Regions from separate parts of the Drosophila melanogaster genome. Here region 2 is linked to region 1. Evidence: chromatin contacts called from public Hi-C data. All regions are on one chromosome and are shown on one strand. Each heading gives the region's core, a stretch centred on a gene start, on an enhancer-like site or on the middle of the called end of the contact. The rest is flanking DNA. Distances are from core to core; before and after follow the strand shown.

Region 1 (4,061 bases), core at 1,017-3,516:
AAAATTAATTTTTACGTACAATTTATACACTTTTATCTCCGATGCGCAGTATCGATGGAAAACCATCGATGATTCCTCGAAACACATCGATGCTTGTGATTTTTCGAAAACATCGATGACATCGAGTTGGCATCGATGTTTCTCCACCTCTAACCGATACCTTCTATCATACATTGAAGACGGATTAGCACCGTCGACCACGAAAAAAGAACGCAAGGAAATCGTGCAAAATGTTCAAAAAGTACGTATGGCATGAGTTAGATGGGGACATCAGACTAACCATAGCAATTCGATCTGTGCAGATTCGAAGAGAAGGACAGCATTTCCAGCATTCAGCAGCTGAAGTCGTCTGTGCAGAAGGGCATACGTGCCAAGTTGCTGGAGGCCTATCCCAAGTTGGAGAGTCACATCGACCTGATCCTGCCCAAGAAGGACTCGTACCGCATCGCCAAGTGGTAGGATGGCTCAGTTCTTGCCACAGCACATAACTCCATTCATATTCCCGATCCCTACTCCTCCACCAGCCATGACCACATCGAACTGCTGCTAAACGGAGCCGGCGACCAGGTGTTCTTTCGCCACCGCGATGGCCCCTGGATGCCTACCCTGCGCCTCCTGCACAAGTTCCCCTACTTCGTGACCATGCAGCAAGTGGACAAAGGCGCCATCCGCTTCGTCCTGAGCGGAGCGAACGTCATGTGTCCCGGCCTCACATCGCCAGGCGCCTGTATGACGCCGGCCGACAAGGACACCGTGGTGGCCATCATGGCTGAGGGCAAGGAGCACGCCCTGGCCGTTGGACTCCTCACGTTATCCACACAGGAAATGTAAGTGTGCTTCTACCACTTCTTTAGTAGTTAATATCTAAGAATATTAATTTATATGCTTGCATTTAGTTTACTTAAATGTGTTTAAATGTTCGTCTTTGACATTGTTTTATAATACAAACGTAGTAGTTTGTTGCTAGGTTAAATATGGTAAAGCTTTGTAACTTTGAAATATTCTTGAGCTTGGAAAAATCAAATTGTGAAAGAATAATCATAAATGGACAATGTTACCAATTTGCTGAGCCGTGTGCATATTTTTTAAATTTGAATAAACCATGAACATCTTTCTTTTCTCTTGACTTTTCCACAGTCTGGCGAAGAACAAAGGCATCGGTATCGAGACGTACCACTTCCTCAACGACGGCCTGTGGAAGTCGAAGCCCGTGAAGTAGGCGAAATAGGAATCTGCACTTGCACTTTTTAGTCTTCTATGTCATGAGAGCAAAGAATGGTTTTTGATATACGCAACTGAGTCCTGATTATTATTTTTTTCTACTAATTTTACTCTGTCAGTTAAACTATTTAAAACATTGCGAAATATAATTAATGGCATTTCAAGCGAGCAGAGAGGGATTGAAAGAGAGAGTACTGAAAAAGAAAACCAACCACCTGTGGAGACCAGTGGTCCAGGTGAAAGGTGTCCAGTGGATCTAAATTTGAGCATTTTAATCGGATTCGGCAGGTATGACTGAACATTGAGTCTTCTGTTTGGCGGTCTTCATTCTGTTAGCTCTTATTTTAAGAGTGACTGAATAACTGTGACTCCTTTTGTTTATTGATTAGTCTAAAGAGCAACGAAACAAGGCCTGTAGCTTAAAGTTTGCCAGGGCTGCGAACAACTCATACAAACATTTCAAGGTTATAGTTGATATCCGGGCACTTGTGAATACACGAAAAGATTGTATACAAAAAAGAGCTTATAACTAAATGTACACAATTTATTATTTGTAATATTATAATTTTTAGTAGTTTTACTTCAAAATTATTGAAATAAAGCTTCGCAATACGTGGAACTAAGTAATTTTTGTATGGGTATCTATTGTAAAACCATAGCAAACTCTTGAATAACATAGCATACTTTGTGGCGTCTTTTACTGCCGCACGTAAAATAGGAGTGTGAAGTTTTCCCATTCTATATGCAATTGGGTATGCGGCTTGAGGTATAGAAACTACATAGGTTTTTCATGGGGCGTAATGCTCTTCTTTCAAACTGTGCCCGCCGCCCTGGTTTTTCCAAACTTTCAGCTGACCGATAAACGGTACAATCGAACAGCTGACTGGCAGGCATGCGCAATGATAACGGTACGGCGCACTCCGCCGTAAATGGAGAAAGTGCTTTCCTTTCGCGTCACACAGCATTTGACGCATCCAACGGCAAGTGCAGTGCATATTTCCCCGGAAAGGCAAGAAGAAAAACGAAAAAAAAAACAGAAAGTAAAGTTCGGAATAACGGTGGAAAACATAGGGAAAAACCACAAGTGGTGGCTGGATACCGTTACCAAGGACTATGGACCTTTTCCATTGCAAGAAATGGTAATTTCAGATGAGTAATCGCTGTGGAAAGTGCTTGTGGGGCAGTGGATATCGCCTGACATATGGATTTAATTTATAAAAGAAGTACCGTTGCAATTGCCTGGTGCATTGTTCGCCTGTACATGTGTTCGTGTGTGTGTATGTGTGAAAGTAGGAAAAGTTTTTCAAGGAAAACGGATACACACTGTTTGAACTTTTCGAAGGTGCACAATTGCAATGAGTGTGCACAAGTTTTTGAGAAGTGCAAAAGTGACGTGACGCGAAAACGCCACATTGAAACTTTCCGTTATGTGTGTAAGTGCCAGTGCGTATGTGTATGTGTGTGCATACATATGGCGGCAACATAACATATGTATACAATCATTCTTCACCGTTGCTCTATTGTTATTATCTTCGTTTGTATTGATTTTACTACCAATTTTTTAGGCGCTAATTGAGTTGTTGTTGTTGTTACTACCAATGATGGCGTGCAAGGGCGAAGCAACAACCACAGCAAGCGGAATCGCCTGAAGCAGCGACATAAACGCACGCACACCACCAGAGCGACATTTGGCCCACACAAACGCACACAACTACAGAGAGGCTTAGAAAGAGACGGGCAATATGGAGGACCTCTTTTTGCTCATTATCAAGGAGTCAACGGGCACTAAACACAATGCGCTGCGGCAAACGGCGCAAATCGCTTACGGTGAGTTTTCTTGCTCTTTTCCTTTTTGCAATATGTGTGAACTCCGTTTGCAGTTAGCACGGTGAAAGTGGGAAAGAAAGAGAGAGGCAGAGAGCGAGAGAACGAACGAGATTATTGCCATTTTCTAACTTCCTTTCTCGCTTTCCCTTGCCCGCCAATGTTTGTTGTTTACCGTTAGTTGCCACTTCCTTTGTGCAATGCCCTTCACCTCTTCAGCACGGCACTTAAGTTTCGGCAAAGATTTGGATTTTCATTACATTACATCTATAAGTTGTTATATTAATAATAAGTGCATTATAAATTGAAAATCGTAAATTTATTATGGTGATAAAATTATTGTATATATTTTCACATAAAGGGGATAACAGAATATTATTTAGATTTCTTCGAAAGCTCGGTTTTGTAGCCTCTTATTGTGTTTTCCTGCGTGGTGTTGCAGGAAAGTAGGTAACGATGTGTGGGAGATTTCGCGGTCAGCGATGCAGGAAAGTAGGCAACGATTTGCGGATGGTGGAGCGTGGAACTCCCCGCACCGTTTCCGTTCGCTTATCGGGACAGATTTTACTGCATGCAGTAGCTACATACACATACTTGTGTGCCCAAGGCGATAAACGTTAATCGCGCCGATTTGCCACCGAATAGGAATGTAACTTTTTGCTCGCGCTATTAAGAGCAGAAGATATTACAATTTACGATTTGCAGTTGATAAAGACATTATTTTTTCATATACATATGTACATACATACATACTTGTCACTAATACCGCCTAAATAATGACCCAATTTTGTTAACCCTGCAGATAAGCTGTACCGCCAGCATGGAATCCACCGAGATCCGTCGCACGAGCTGCGCTCCGTTTGCTTTACCGCTCTGCAGATGGCGCTGGACACAAAGCGACCCAAGTTCATCACGATGGGACTCAACGGCCTCCATGTAAGTGCACCGTCCGGAAACGGCGATTATCGGAAGGGGCAGTAAACTGGGAAAATGGTAATGGGACTGTGGGCTAACAA
Region 2 (3,944 bases), core at 812-3,311, 300 kb after region 1:
TCCTACCTATTAATAATTACCTACCTGTTCACCCTTGTGCCAACTCAGGCTATCCATGTCCATTATTTAAATGATAACGCCCCTATAGCCAAGATAGAACTAGGGAAAGCCTTACTAATTGAGAGGTACAAAATAATTAGTCATGTAATCAACCTACAAGACTACAGCAGATGTATGGAACAATTCCATCTGACCATTAATAAATTTAACCCCGATTCCACGTTGACGGACTCCGTCACAATTTTAAAAACCAAATTAACCCAAGCCCAAGTAAAGCTCAAAGCCCTTACACCTTCATATAGAAACAAACGGGGTTTGATTAACGGATTGGGGAGTCTAGTAAAGGTGGTTACCGGCAACATGGATGCCAACGACAATAAAGAAATACATGAAGAACTTGACAATATAAAGAAAAATTCCGAAGTCAGTAACGACAATCTCCAAAAACAAGTAATGTTTAACAACGAAATACTTATCCGGTTCGAAAATATCACGGACCATATAAATAATGAACAAATTTTGATAAGTAAATTCTTTGATACCTCACAAAACAAAATATACAAACACTTAAACTTACAAGATACCCTTCTGGAAGAAATACAATATTTAAATAGGATTAATTATAACATAGAATTATTCATTAACCACCTAAACGACATAACAGAAAGTATGCTATTGGCGAAAATAAATATAATTCCCAAGTTCATCCTAAATGAACAAGAAATGGATAAAATAAAAACAATACTGGAAAAACAAAATATCACAGTCAAAAATGAACAAAGTATATACAATTTCCTACAAATGAATACACTAAATTACGAACAAAAGATTATTTTTAATATCAAAGTCCCAATTTTTAAACAACCTTTTCATACCCTCGCCAGACTAGTTCCATTACCAATAAATAACACATATTTTGTAATAACCCCAAATTACCTAGCTTATAATATTAATAATAAGAAATTTCATATGACCCGTAAATGCCCCAAACTGGATAATACATTCTTGTGCGACGAGAACTTCTACGTTGATACACCACAGAACAACACATGCCTGGAACACCTTTTGAACGGAGAAAACAGTTCCTGCGATGTACGGGAAACCGGCCCCATCACCGACGTGTTCGAGGCAGAGAGAGGTTACATCTTCGCATTCAACGTGAACAAACTGAAGGTATCCCTAACAAACGGCTCCGAGCTCTCAATAATGGGGTCAGCCATCATCAGATACATTAACGAAACAATACAGATTAACGGTATCGATTACGACGGCACGGTTGACACGTTCCCTGAACAGACGGATTTTGATCTTCCCCCCATGCGAAAAGTAACTAGGAATACCACTATTACGGTACTAAGCCTAGAAAAACTGCACCTCGAAGCCACCCAAACAATGGATAAAATCCTGGCCGTCCATCACAATACTATACAGCACACCTGGACACTCTACACTCTGCTCGGATTGGTAACGTTCCTAGCAGTCATCTTATGGCTGCACCGACGAACGAAACACATCGTCCACATCCACGAGGATCATCACGTACCAATCTACGCGTCATCCATACCTTCGCTATGGCCGTCACTTCGAACTGGGGGGGGAGGAGTTACCACCCCACCCCCTAAACCCCCACGCCTCTAAACAAATCATCGGACACTCAACCGGGAAGACGGCAACTGGAACACCGCATCCGGCCGAATGCTGACATTCCGGCCGAATGCTGACATTACACAAAAGTCGCACTGCAACATTGTCCCCAGCTAGCCAGCCACATGCCGAGTCGGCATGTTCATTATGCTTACAATTAAGAACCTATGTACTTATGTATAAGACGAAAACGGAGGACTCGAGTAGCCACTCTCTGACAATAAACTTCATACTGATTTTGAACTTCAAGAAAGTCAGTCGTATTCTTTATTGGAAATCTTCACACTACAACTATCTGCTGAAACTTAAAAACCTTCATACATTTACACATCATATCTTCACAAAAGGCTCCACCCTCGATCACGGACTTAACTCGCGTGCCGCATTCAACGTGATGCTGAATTGAACATTTATTGAACAATTTCCAGTTCGTTCCTCTTATAAGCGCGATACAATGACGCCAGCAATGTGTGTGTTGTGCTGATTAACCCCTGGTTACCCCGTTCCCGCCACCAAGCACAGAGTAATTTGATTACGTGGTTTCAGTTTTTGCGGTTGGTCAGTTCAGTGATTATCTAATTGAAGAGTGTAACAGTGAGAATTTTTCTATTATGAATTTGCATTACTCAATGCTTTGATTACCCTTTGACCGATAACAATTTGTTTCAGTTTTTTGTATAGCATAATGAAAAATATGAATGGAAAAGTTGAAGGATCAAGGAGTTCTCATGAAAATGTTCCAACAACAAGTACAGTTGCCCCCTGCGTTGATAGTCGTTGTTTACGTTTCGCGTGTTTTAATCTTTTGGCAGCCCCCATTGTTTACCCCGATCTGTTGTTTAGCCCAAGATCAAGGTGATGTTGCCTAACCCGAATTCCATTGACGTCACCGCATCTGGCCCAGAGGACCAACTAGCGGGGCTTATCCTGATGCCAGGGGTCAGGGGTGAGTTGACATTCGTTTTTATTTATTCACTGTTTTTTTTTGTTTGTTAGCGTGGCCGACAACTGTCAACGGGAATTAGCGACAAACTGACGACAGCAAAACGGACGCAAAGTGGAAAACGAGATAAGCGCACTTAAGTGTAACCAACGAGGATAATACATAACGTACGAGTCGTGAGTAAAGAATCCTTTAAGCTGTACCGTGCAATAACTAGTCAATTAAATACGATTTACATAGAATATGCATTCTATGAGCATATTTATAAAAAAAAAGTATTTTATATTAATATAAAATACATAAATATGTGCACATTTGCTCAAATGTTATGTTTCTTGTGTTTCTTGAGCTCGCTTCTCTGCTTAATCTTTTCCAGACTAAGATTAATCATTTCAATAAGAAAAGCCACAGTCACGCGCCTCTTTTCTTTTCTTGTTCCCTCCATCGAAATTAATGTGACTCAATCAGGAATCGAATTAATGTTCTCAATTGAACAAACCGGCCAAGAACGAACAAAATAAAAACGCCCATCTGCATTGTCAGTGGAAAATTCCCAAAATCTCGCTAGAAAGGGACGGCGAAAGAGAGCAAGGATTACGGGGGGCGTTGCAGGGGGTGTGGCCGGTGGCAAAGGGCACAGCTTTCGCTCTGCTCATCGATTAAACAACGCGAATGAGCAGGGCGAGGAGAAGGACGCGAAAAGGACCCGTTATCCTGACCTAGTCAAAGTTCGCCTCTCTCGCGCTCTCTCGAGCGCAGTGACATTTACTCTACGCCCTGCTCTCGCTCTCTCTCTCCCTCTCTCTCGCCATATGCGTAGAGTGGGTGGCCAGGAAGGGGGCTTCCCTACCCAGCCCTTTTGCAAAGTTCAAGCCCATCACAGTTATTTAATTATTGCATGTCAAAAGTGCATGTTTTAGTATGAGCTTCATTTACCTGTGCATTCATTTGATTATCCACTATAAATTGACAAAAAGTTGTGTAACTAAATGAATTTAGCAAGCTTTTTGGTTTTACAGTGTAAAATCGACCAGTGCATTAGTTTAAAAAGGTCAAAACACCACTGATTGCCGATCGTGTGGGACGGGCCGTCTTGTGTGGAACATAAATTTTGTATGACTATATTGCAGCTTTTGCAGCCGATAAGAACTGTAGATAAGCCGCTGAATGGGATCCTCTATAAAAAGTAGAGATGCCTAAGCATACGCTCACTCACTGTGCTATTTAAAGGCAGACGAGCACGTCTTTAAAAACGTCTTTTTAAAAAAAAATAATAAATACTTATACCACATCATCGCTTGAAAGTGAGTAAATAAGTTCTGAAGTTCCGCATGTATGGATACAATACACCCCATAA

What was found. Hi-C and Micro-C count contacts between places; a contact is called where the count stands out from the background.
Region 2: a Hi-C map of the Kc167 cell line shows a contact between it and region 1, with 2.6 times the contacts expected there. The contact joins the promoter of CG3842 here to the promoter of CG5937 in region 1. A contact is called at or near these places in 5 of 107 Hi-C or Micro-C datasets (the Kc167 cell line, the S2 cell line, cellular blastoderm embryo and 1 more).

What each region holds. Positions count from the first base shown.
Region 1 is chrX:6,037,739-6,041,799 of dm6, forward strand. CG5937 reads left to right here and starts at 2,267. Exons shown (of 9, transcript NM_132061.3): 1 at 2,267-2,360; 2 at 2,787-3,048; 3 at 3,848-3,981. The coding sequence starts at 2,964. MCTS1 (Malignant T cell amplified sequence 1) reads left to right here and starts at 154. Exons shown (of 4, transcript NM_132060.4): 1 at 154-241; 2 at 303-455; 3 at 525-827; 4 at 1,138-1,838. The coding sequence starts at 231. The coding sequence ends at 1,219. It overlaps rux (roughex), which reads right to left and starts at 62. Exons shown (of 3, transcript NM_001258611.1): 1 at 20-62.
Region 2 is chrX:6,335,701-6,339,644 of dm6, forward strand. CG3842 reads left to right here and starts at 2,062. Exons shown (of 3, transcript NM_001272342.2): 1 at 2,062-2,763.